Linked DNA regions of Macaca mulatta: region 1 is linked to region 2. A link is a contact called in public Hi-C data. All regions are on one chromosome and are shown on one strand. Each heading gives the region's core, a stretch centred on a gene start, on an enhancer-like site or on the middle of the called end of the contact. The rest is flanking DNA. Distances are from core to core; before and after follow the strand shown.

Region 1 (6,206 bases), core at 3,261-5,760, 59 kb after region 2:
ATGCTTTAAAGATTAGTAGTGGCCAGGCACAGTGGGTCACGCCTGTAATCCCAGCACTTTGGGAGGGCGAGGTGGGTGAATCACCTGAGGCTAGGAGTTCGAGACCAGCCTGGCCAACATGCTGAAACCCTGCCTCTACTAAAAATACAAAAAGTAGCTGGGTATGGTGGTGCAAGCTTGTAATCCCAGCTACTCAGGAGGCTGAGGCAGGAGAATCACTTGAACCCAGGAGGTGGAGGCTGCAATGAGCTGAGATCGTGCTACCACTCCAACCTGGGTGACAGAGTGAGACTCCATCTCAAAAAAAACAAGAAAGAAAAAAGATTAGTTGTGACTAATAAAGTATGAAATGGCCCTTGGGTCAAGATAAGTCTATTGTAGACTTTTTTTTTTTCCTTTGAGACATGGTCTCACTCTGTCACACAGGCTGGAGTACAGTGGCAGGATCACACACAACCTATCCAGGCTCAAGCCATCCTTCCATCTCTGGCTTCCAAGTAGCTAGGACTACAGGTGAGTGCCACCATGCCTGGCTAATTTTTTTGCATTTTGTAGAGACAGGGTTTTGCCATGTTGCTCAGGCTGGTCTCAAACTCTTGGCCTTAACAGATCCTCCCACCTTGGCCTCCCAAAATGCTGGGATTACAGGTGTGAGCCTTGTTTTGCAGAGTTTATGTCCCAAAGAATATAAAGACACTCGAAGTATCTCAACCTCTTGAAACACCTCTTGGGCATCAAGAACGATGCTACTAAAAATAAGCAGTTTGCCTCTAGAGAAACTTCAAGTAAGCACAACAAAGGGCAAAGTGACACAGGATAACTGTGGAATGCAAGCAAACAGCAGCAGCTGGTCTGTATTTTTTTAAATGGTAAAGTCATAAACAATAGCAACTGCTTTTAGAGTGAGCAGATGGTTTGCTTTCTTTTTTTTTTTCCAAAGGGAACTCACTTTTTAAGTGATGAAGACATGCACTTGGGGTGGATAGGTGTGAGTTCATTTGTGTTTTGAAATCCCAAATTAATGAGCATGATAAACCGTTATTTCTGGCCCTGTCTGACTCTCTGAGTACTTGGTGGGTTCCCCCTAACCTTCTCCTAACCCCCACCCTTTCCCTTTCCATTGACTTGGGACAGTCCTTGTCGAAGTGCCAATCACAGTGGGAAGGGGAGAAGGGGGGAGGTCACAGTGCATGGGGTTCAAGGTCACAGTGGCGGAGCAACGGGGATCACTGGGCAAGTAAGTCAGGTTCCCGCTGCTCAAGTCCAGCTGTCCGCCACGAAAGTGCAACCCTTGGCGGACGACGCAGGAAGCGTTGACGCGGCAGTCGCGCCATATCTTTTTGCCTGCATTTATCTGCGCTGTTTGAAGTCTTGTGACCCATCAGGACCCAGAGGCTGTCTGATCACATTATTGGGCTGCCTGCTGTCTTCGGGTTGGGAGATCCTGGTTAGCCTGAAGGGAAAAAGATCAGAGAAAGGCCTATCGAGGATGGGTTTCTCCTGCTTCTCCTCCGGGCCGGCGCTGCCCAGGATCCGCTTCCGAGTCTCGGCGTACTCGGCCTCCCGCTGTGCCAGGGACTTGACTGGAAGGGCGGGTCTGCTAGCGGACCTGGGGCTGTTAACCACACCGTTGCTGGTGGGCCTCTTGAGGATGCGGTGGAGGGGGTACCTGGGGAAAACTATCGTCCTGAATCACCATGGGCACTTTGGGAGATTTGGATTTCCTGCTGTTTTTGTGTGATCTTCAGTTTTTTTTTTTTTCCAGACGTCTATTTCCCAGCTGTCTACCGCCTCCTCCCAGCTCTCAGCGACCTCCTCATATTCCATCTTACTCGCCACTTTCCAGATCGCTTGCTTTCTTATTCCGCATTTTCTCTGACTTTTGCAGTATTGAATATTATTACTTGATTCTGATTTTTCAGACATCACTATATGGCCCTTGGCTTTTTGGTCGTTCCTCTCATTTCTTTGCTGTTTCAAGCTCTGTTCCCAGCCTAAGCTTTTTACCACTGAATTCTGTTCTGTGACGCATCACTTAAAACTAACCCAACTTTTCATTCCCTCCATACTTTTTTTGGTAAGCAGTATTATCATGCTTTAGGTGGACACTGAGTCATACCGCTGTGGTAGTGCTGGTACACATAGTTTTGAATACCAGGTTCTTGAGTGAATCCTTTTTGCTTCTCTCTCCCCCACCCCCGCTTCTCCCTTCTGCCTTCATTTCTGCCCCTTCTTTTCTGGTTCCATTAGAAAAGGACTAATCTTATCAGTTCTGCCTTTTGTTTCTACTCTAATAACTTTGTCAAGAGAATTTTTTCAAAGCACAAGGCCAATGAGAAGGGGGAAAGTCGGTCCAGAAGGCAGCTGGCCCGACTATTCTGAGTTTGAATCAACTCCTGGTGGTCCTGTTAAAATACAGTTTGAAGCAAATCACCTGTTTTTATGCTCCTAATATCTACTCTGTCTAAAGCCCAAATTTCCTTGCTTGGCATTTAAGAAGACTCCAAGTTCTTAAAACTTCTTCTTGACTTTCATGCAAGTCAAACTGATTTATTGTAACTCAAACAGCCCTCTTTATATTTTCCTTTCTGTATTTTTTGATAGTTTTCTTGTGCCTGGAATATTTTCTGCGTTTATTTAAGTCTCACCATCTTTCAAGACACAAAATATGTGTGATCTTCTCTGAGGCCTTTGTGAACTGCCTCCAGCGTTCACTAAGCAATTAATTATGTCTCTTAACTTTTATAGCACAAACCTATTCGCTCACTTGATATTTAACAAATATCAACCTCTATCACTTATCTTTTTTTTTTTCTTCCGAGATGGAGTCTTGCTCTCCACCCAGGCTGGACTGCAGTGGCACGATCTCCGCTCACTGCAACCTCCGCCTCCCAGGATCAAGCGATTCTTCTGCCTCAGCCTCCCGAGTAGCTAGGATTACAGGTGCCCACCACTGGGCCCGGCTAATTTTTGCGTTTTTAGTAGAGACAGGGTTTCACCATGTTGGCCAGGCTGGTCTTGAACTACTAACCTCGTGATCTGCTCACCTCAGCCTCCCAAAGTACTGGGATTACAGGCGAGAGCCACCGTGCCCAGCGTTATCACTTATCTTTCTTTTCATGCTAACATTTTCTCACTGCTTGAGATTTTCTTTCATCCAATTTCAAGCACTGAGTCTAACAATTAGAAACCCCACTGTATTTGATCTGATGGAGATTACCTTTTTAAAAGCCACATATTAAATCTCTTAAGTTAATAATATTGACAATCAACTTCAATCAACTGAGTGACCACTATGTTTAAGGAAGGTTACTTTCTGGTAGGCTGGGAAGCAGGAGAAGGGAAGGATATAACTTTATAAAAAAAGCTGCAGAAGGGAAGGATATAACTTTATTAAAAAAAGGCCCTTGTTTACAAAGAGCTAATCACCTACTGGCCAAAGAAAGGTGTTCCTTCTTTGCAACGGCTGTGTTTTTGGGTTTAGCTAACTCAATTCTTTATGTCCTCAACTTATGAGGCCGTATCAAAAACGTTTTTGCCACACCTCTGTGGGCAAGTAGGTGAGTCAGAATGAGTGCATAACATATAAATATATATTTTAATGATAATGAATGTGTAGATTAACAAACCCAAACTTTTTTTTTTTTTTTGAGAAACAGTCTTGCCCTGTCGCCCAGGCTGGAGTGCAGTGGCATGATCTTGGCTCGCTGCAGCCTCCGCCTCCTGGGTTCACGGGATTCTCCTGCCTCAGCCTCCCGAGTAGCTGGGATTATAGGTGCCCGCCACCATGCCCGGCTAATTTTTGTAGTTTTTAGTAGAGACAGCGTTTCCCATGTTGGCCATGGCTGGTCTTGAACTCCTGACCTCAAGTGATCCACCGGCCTCGGCCTACCTAAAGTGATGGGATTACAAGCGTGAGCCACCGCGCCTGGCCATACCCAAACATTCTAAAAGTAACCGCTCCCCTCCGCACCAACGGTAACCAGCGTCTTTGTTCTCCAACCATAGCAGCTGTATGCACCGGTGTATAAGCCTGCCTTAAGTGCTATTTTTAATCTTTATTAAAAACAGGCCTTGACTCATTTGTGTACAACTCCAGCGGCTAGTGCAGTGGGCTTAACGTATTAAACAGCTGTTAATTTTGGTTTCTTTTTGGTAACAGCGACACGGAGATCCGCATTTGTCGCAGTTTCCACCACGGGCGGGAAGCGTAAATACAAGAAATACAAAAATAGCGCAACGGCTAAAGGAGTGTTCCCAGTGCCAAGCCAGGCAGGCGCCGCGCCCGGGCCGAGCCCCACACGCCCAGTTCGCTGCCAAGACCCCCACCCCGCCTCAGAGTACGCCGCGCCCGCGGGGCGACACTCCCAACTCCATCTTCCCGGAGGCGGTGCGGCCCAGCCCCTGACCCAATTGGCGGAAGCGGGGCCGGGTGTGTAAGCGCGCACAAATGCCCGGATGCGCCGCGACGCCCCGCGCGCTCCCCTCCGGCGGTAGGGGGCGCGCACCGCGGCACCGCGGCTAGCTTGGCTGCTCGTGGGGCCTCTCCGGCCTTGTGTATCGGGAAGATGGAGCAAGAAGCCGAGCCCGAGGGGCGGCCCCGACCCCTCTGACCGAGATCCTGCTGCTTTCGCAGCCAGGAGCCCCGTCCCTCCCCGGATTAGTGCATTCGAGCGCCCAGTGCCCTGGCCCCGAGAGTGGAATGGTCCCCAAGGCCCAGGACGTCGTGCTTCCGCGGGCCCCGTGAAGGAAACTGGGGAGTCTCGAGGGACCCCCGACTCCAAGCGCGAAAACCCCGGATGGTGAGGAGCAGGTACCGGCCCGGCAGCGACCGGTCACTTCTGGTTCTGGGCTGTGACGGTGTCCCCTGCATCGCTGGTTCCCAGCCTCTGCCCGCTCGCAGCCTTTGTGCGGTTTGTGGCTGGGGGCTCGGGGCGCGGGGCACGTGGCTTTGCGGAGGTTTTGTTGGACTGGGGCTAGGCAGTCGCCGCCAGGGAGGAGGGCGGGGTTTCGGACGGCTCTCGCGGCGGTGGGGGGCGGGAGTGGTTCGGAGGTCTCCGCGGGAGTCCAGGGTAAAGGTCACGTGGGCTGGGGGCTGCGGGGCCGCCTCGGTGGCGGGGTCCGGGTAATCGCAGGGGCCTGTCGGGTCGGTGTTGTGAATGCTGCGCGTAGTCTGGGCGGGATTGGGCCAGTTCCATGGGCAGGTTGACTCAGCTTTTCCTCTTGAGCTGGTCAAGTTCAGACACGTTCCGAAACTGCGGTAAAAGGAGTTAAGTCCTGACTTGTCTCCAGCTGGGGCTATTTAAACCATGCATTTTCCCAGCTGTGTTCAGTGGCGATTGGAGGGTAGACCTGTGGGCACAGACGCACACCACTTTTTCTCTGCTGATCCAGGTAAGCACCGACTTGCTTGTAGCTTTAGTTTTAACAAAGGCGTTGTTTATGTCCTTTATATATGATTAATTTTTCGCAGATGTTTCATGATTTCCAGTTTTCATCGTCTTTTTTTTCCTTCTTGTAGGCAAATGTGCAATACCAACATGTCTGTACCTACTGATGGTGCTGTAACCACCTCACAGATTCCAGCTTCTGAACAAGAGACCCTGGTTAGTATTTTTGTCTCGTGTAACTTTTAATAATTTATTTTATGAAGTGATAAACTAAATTTCATATACCTCAATTATAGCATGGCTCTGTAAATGACATTGTATGTGCATAACTTAAAGTGTGCTACCTCGGGCATGACTGCGTGGAGTTAAAAACTGTTAAGAACTGGTCAGTATTTTCTTAGCCCTTTGCCACATAGGCTTTAAAAATTAGTTCCATTACATTGTTAAGCGTGGTTGAAGTTATGTTTGTTATGTGACTGATTTTTTTTTTCCTTTTTGACCTCCCAGTATTTAATTTTTAAAAATGATTTCTAAAAGTCACAAAAATTATTCATGCTTGTTTTAAAGATTTTTGTCATTAGAGAAATTTTAAAGTAAAACCTGAAAATTCCAGTCTTTTTGCTCCATGTTCCCTTTTAGATTTTTTCTGTGTGCATACCCACATATATTTACATTTGAATTTAAATCTATGTTATTGTCCTGTTTGTTGTACTAACAAGATGAAACTATAGTTGTTCTGTGACTTGCATCCTTGTCAATAAAGTCTACAAAATTCTTTTTAATGGCTGCATAGTATTCCATAGCATGAGTATACCA
Region 2 (5,836 bases), core at 270-2,769:
ATTATGAAGACTTTTTCCCTGAGTATTGCATGAAGGCTACAAAGTTGCAACAGGCATGTCCTGGGTGTGAAAGTTTTAATTTCCCTACCTCATTCATTTAATTTAGAGATGGGGGTCTCACTGTGTTGCTCAGCTTCAAAGTCCTGGACTCAAGCAATCCCCACTCAGTCTCTCAAATAGCTGGGACTACAGGCCCATGCCACCATGCCCCACTTGCTCATTTATTTTATTTTATTTTATTTTACCATATTCTTTCTCTTTTTAATTTTGTGACTGCTGAATTAATCCTAGACTCTATCTTAAAACTAAGAATTGATGTATTGGTAGGAACAGCTGGACATTCAAGATATTTTTGTGATTCCTTTTTTAAAAATCCCCTTTTGAGGCCGGGCGCGGTGGCTCAAGCCTGTAATCCCAGCACTTTGGGAGGCCGAGACGGGCGGATCATGAGGTCAGGAGATCGAGACCATCCTGGCTAACACAGTGAAACCCCGTCTCTACTAAAAAATACAAAAAACTAGCCGGGCGCGGTGGCGGGCGCCTGTAGTCCCAGCTACTCGGGAGGCTGAGGCAGGAGAATGGCATAAACCCGGGAGGCGGAGCTTGCAGTGAGCTGAGATCCGGCCACTGCACTCCAGCCTGGGCGACAGAGCGAGACTCCGTCTCAAAAAAAAAAAATAAAAATCCCCTTTTGTACCTGTAATATCTACAATATATAATCTTGCTCTGTCGACTTGAGGAAGAAGGAGAAAGGAAGAACCTGACTTCTGTGTGAAGGACCTTACTGCAATGTCGATCAAGACTGTTACTCAAAGTTGTAACTCTTAGTCACTGCACCTGACTTTAGGATCCAAAACATACATACATATATATATACACACACACACACACACCCCTAGAGACAGCTGTATACAGTTTTGGCAAGTTGTGCGTTTTTTCTCGAGTTGTAATTGAACACAATAGCACTTGTTTACATTGTCAAGGGGACATCTTTAGAGAACACATTTTCTCACTGTTGAGCTAATAATGCTTTGTGAATGTATGATCTAAGGAGAAACCCTTGTAGTTATACCCGATGATGCTGTCTGTTGGAAAGTAGATTTGGAATGTCTTTCTCGAAAAACAAAAAATAAAAATATGCTTTCGATAAGTTCTTTCCCCCTCTGGCGAGGGCTAAATTTGCTCAGCATTTAATAGGTAAAATTGGCTAACAGTGTCTGCACAGCCAGAGAGAAGTTGTCTAGCAAATCGGGTCAGTGACACACGGGAAACAAACATCAAAAAAGGGGTCCTAGATTGGTCTAGTCAGGTAGGCGTTAGGTGACCAAGGGAGCTGGGGACCCAGAGGACAGGACAAAGACGCGAGCGTCGCGCGCCCAGGGCTCAGCGCGCCTGCGCAGGGTAGCGGCCGTTCAGCCCGCGGCTCCGGGGCGGAGGCACCGGAGCCCCGGGTCACGTGGCCGCAGGCGGAGATGGGCGGGGCGTGGGACGTGCTGCCGCGTCCTCGCTGGCTTACAGGGCGGCGGCGGGGCGTGTGTCGTCTGTTAAGAGTGCTGCTCGCCCAGGTTGATCTGTGCATGCCACTCCTGGGTCAGACGGTGAGGTTGGCGTCTGCGAGGACGCGGCGGTGGAGGAGAAGGGCAACTGGAGACAGGCCAGGCGCCCCTTCTGAGGCTAAACGGCCCCGGCTTCGCGGGGATCATGGCATCGCTGGTGGACCGAATGCGGGGCCACGGGCGAATCGCCGCCGGGCTCCTGTTCAACCTGCTGGTGTCCATCTGCATTGTGTTCCTCAACAAATGGATTTATGTGCACCACGGCTTCCCCAACATGAGCCTGACCCTGGTGCACTTCGTAGTCACCTGGCTGGGCTTGTATATCTGCCAGAAGCTGGACATCTTTGCCCCCAAAAGTCTGCAGCCCTCCAAGCTCCTCCTCCTGGCCCTCAGCTTCTGTGGCTTTGTGGTCTTCACTAACCTTTCCTTGCAGAACAACACTATAGGCACCTATCAGCTGGCCAAGGCCATGACCACGCCGGTGATCATAGCCATCCAGACCTTCTGCTACCAGAAAACCTTCTCCACCAGAATCCAGCTCACGTTGGTGAGTAGCTTCAGCTTGCCAAGGCGCGGCTCTCCCGACCCACCTCCTGCACTGGCCCCGGGAAATTCGAACGCACACTGGTCTTTCCCTTCATCTTGAAATCCACAAATGAGTCATCTGTGAGCCAGTGAAGTTTCAGGCTTATTTTGGGGAGGGGGAAAAGGCCATCTTGTCAACCCAGAAGAGTGGGCTTGTGTGAGTTTTAGTAGCTGCCATTTGATGGAAATCGTTAAATGCTGTGATCGATAAGAAAAACTATTGTGTGGTACAGTCCAGTGTTATCAGAGTATCTGCAAAAGCTCAAACTGAAAAACAGCCTTTCTCCCCTAGGGGAATCAAATCGTGTATGATAAAATGTGAAGAGATTTAGCATAAAGTAGGTCTCAAAATGTCTGCAGCACCATACTGCCGAGCTGTCTGCAACTTTAAATAAAAGGAGGTGGACTCAATTTTAGCACTTAGTAACTTAGTATATTTAAGGTCTTCTTACTTTTTCTTTCTTTTTTATTTATTTTTTTTGTTTGTTTGTTTGTTTGTTTTTGAGACGGAGTTTCACTCTTGTGGCCCGGGCTGGAGTGCAATGGCGCGATCTCCGCTCACCGCAACCCCCGCCTCCCGCGTTCAAGCGATTCTCCTGCCTTTGCCTCCCAAGTAGCTGGGATTACAGGCATGCGCCACCACGCCCGGCTAACTTTATAGTAGAGACGGGTTTTCTCCATGTTAGTCAGGCTAGTCTCAAACTCCGACCTCAGGTGATCTGCACGCCTTGGCCTCCGAAAGCTCTGGGGTTACAGGTGTGAGCCACCGTGCCTGGCCTTATATTTAAAGTCTTTATGCTTTTATTGTTTTATATTTATGCTTAATGCTGTTTAGACACTATTTCGGGGATCCATTTACTCACCTTTGTATTCATGTGGTATTTTCTTGCAAAGTGCAATATATTTACCACAAATTTAAAATAGAATTAAATGTGAATATCAATATAGATTTATCATATTTCACGTTTAGGAAATAGGATTAACAACCAGTTTTCCCAAGTGAAAAAAGAAAACATTTATACAGGTTCATTGTTTCCCAGTTATGTGTTTATCATTAGCCTTGTAAGACATTGTGAAAGGAATACTAAATTTTTGTCTCTTGAATTTAATCTGAACAACATTTACCTCTTTTTCGTTACAGATTCCTATAACTTTAGGTGTAATCCTAAATTCTTATTACGATGTGAAGTTTAATTTCCTTGGAATGGTGTTTGCTGCTCTTGGTGTTTTAGTTACATCCCTTTATCAAGTGGTTGGTAATTTTTTTTTTCTTTATGTGCCTTTTTAGCAGATTTCATAAATTTTGAAGCTGTATTCCAAGGTTTAGAAAATACAGTATAGAGACAATAGACTGTTGGGAAGAAAGCGTAATTGCTTAAGTTGACTCAAGGTGAAGAGAAGAAAGGAGACAGAGAAACTTGGGTGTGTGATGCTGACCAAATACCTACCTGTTTGTAAGTGTATAATATCCATGCTTAACAGTCTCAGCTTGGGGTGAAGTTATTTTCTGGGAAATCTTTACAAAATATGTAGTAAGACTTTATACTTCCTAAGTTTGTTTATGTTTTTTGTGTACTCTTTACTTTTAACATTGTTGTGAAGGAGTGAGTATACTTCCAGAAATCTGAACAGTAAAGAAAAATTTCAGATTTTTAGATTTTTTTGCCTCAAAAATTATACTGCTGTTGTACTTGTTTATTGGCTTTTAATAATTTGTCTAATATAGATTATTATTATATTAATATAATAGAGTAATTTATATCAATGAATATTTTACCACTTGTGCAAGCACAGTGCCTTGCCTATAGCAGATATTCATTAAAAATGTGTTCATGGATTCAGTTACTTCATTACCATAAAACCTAACAAGTATGGTTTTTGTTTCTTATGTAGTGGAGAAAAAATAACTTGCTGTAGGGGACAGTGAAACGATATTCTCTCTATACTGAAAACCTTGGTCTGGAAATTCTGTGTGTGCCTGTATGGGAAATCAAAGCCAAAATGTGTAACCAATTTTACTTTTTTCACAAACATCCACTGGTTATTAAACTAAGGCATTCCTGTTAGAAATGTTAGGAGTTCAGTAATAGAGCCCTGGCATCTTAAACATTCTAGTAGTGATCATGTCAGAGATGGTGTTTGAAAATATTCTGCAGTGAAATACATTTTCTAGTGACAGAGAAGCAGTTTAAATAAAAGAAGAGGCTAGTGAACATTCCTATTCATCTTTCTTGTTAAATGCACTTGTTTTTGCCTAGTATAGGCTATTAAACAGAGCAAGAAATTGTACTCCTTATATGTAATGGATTCAGAGTACTCACCATCTCTGTCACTATGACCATTTTTGTTCACACAAGTCTCAAAATTGCTATAGATTAGAATCAAAGGTTCTATATCCCTAAGGTAGATATTTGAAATGAGATTGACCAAGGAATGATTGTAGATTAATGGACGGTTTCTTATCAGTAAATGGTAAAGGTATTATTACAAAATAGGTATATTCCCAAAACATTCCTCTTAAAGTTGTATCTGCCCAATGTATCTTGGCATAATTTCTATGTTGTTTCTCTTATACTGCTGGAGACATTAAAAGGAGTTAAAAGACAAGTGACCAGCTATTAGCTTGAGTTGTAGAAAGATAGTTGGCTCACTCATTCATTCAGCAGACATCTTTTCCGCATTATGTTCACCGTTGAGGATACAAAGATGAAAAGCAGCTACAGTCCAGCAGTGTAGAAACACATGGAGACAGCTGGTCACAATAGCATATGTACCCCAAGGTAGGAGGAAAGTTCTGAGGAACACCAAGGAGGAAGTGGCAGCTCTAAAAGAGGGGCGGTGAGGTAAGACTTTACGGAAAAGTTAACCATTTAAATGGAAGGGCACACAGAAATGAGCTCAGCAATAAAGGACAGCTGGTCTTTTCCTTGCAGTGTGCGTGAAAGTCTGGAGCAGTTTCGGAGAACTTGATTTGTTTGGTGAGGCTAGGCAGTCAGATGTCAGGGCCGTGAAGGCATACTAAGGAAGTGTGTCTTTATTGAGCACGCACCAGGAGAGGGGTTCAGACAGGGACTGACTTGATCGTTCCCCTTTAGAAAAGCAACTGATGGCAAGGAAGGGTGGGTAAAAGGGAAGGAAGGGTGAAAGGCAGAGCAGTCAGGAACCTACCTGTGCTTCACGGGACAAGCAGGAAGGGCCTGGGCTAGGGCAGTGGGAATGGACAGGGAAAGGTTAAAAGGCACTCCAGGGGCCTTTTGGGGAACACATGGGAGAACCTGATTGAATGTGAGAGTGAAGAAAGTAAGGCTCTGATCCCTGAGGGGGATTATATCATCAATTATTGGAACCACGCAAGAGGAGCCCATTTGTGGAAGAAAGGCACCAGTTGATTTTAAACAAGTTCCTGCAGATTATATAAGTAGAGATGGCCAGGAGACTGGCTAATACAAGGTTAAGGATGCTTAAGGGATGAGGGAAGAACAGTAGATCTCAGCAAATAGTAAAAGACATCAGTCAGGGCAATAAAGAGGAAGGCAGACATCTGCCTTAAAAACTAAGTGCAGGAGGCAGTGAGGGAGGAGTGTAAACCGGAGGGTAGTTCTTCCAAGCAAAATGTGCAGGTTCTGCAAAGAGGGCTCGCAGGAAGGGCCACAGGGAGTCTGGACATGGCCATGGAGGTCATGGTGCCCTTAGGA

What was found. Hi-C and Micro-C count contacts between places; a contact is called where the count stands out from the background.
Region 1: a contact with region 2 is called in a Hi-C map of liver, with 2.6 times the contacts expected there. The contact joins the promoter of MDM2 here to the promoter of SLC35E3 in region 2. A contact is called at or near these places in 4 of 14 Hi-C or Micro-C datasets (cortical neurons, fetal cortex germinal zone, fibroblasts and 1 more).

Annotation. Positions count from the first base shown.
Region 1 is chr11:75,925,843-75,932,048 of T2T-MMU8v2.0, forward strand. MDM2 (MDM2 proto-oncogene) reads left to right here and starts at 4,511. Exons shown (of 11, transcript NM_001266402.1): 1 at 4,511-4,813; 2 at 5,522-5,606. The coding sequence starts at 4,800. It also overlaps the pseudogene LOC144332953.
Region 2 is chr11:75,869,397-75,875,232 of T2T-MMU8v2.0, forward strand. It overlaps SLC35E3 (solute carrier family 35 member E3), which reads left to right and starts at 1,520. Exons shown (of 5, transcript NM_001194726.3): 1 at 1,520-2,103; 2 at 3,283-3,393. The coding sequence starts at 1,702.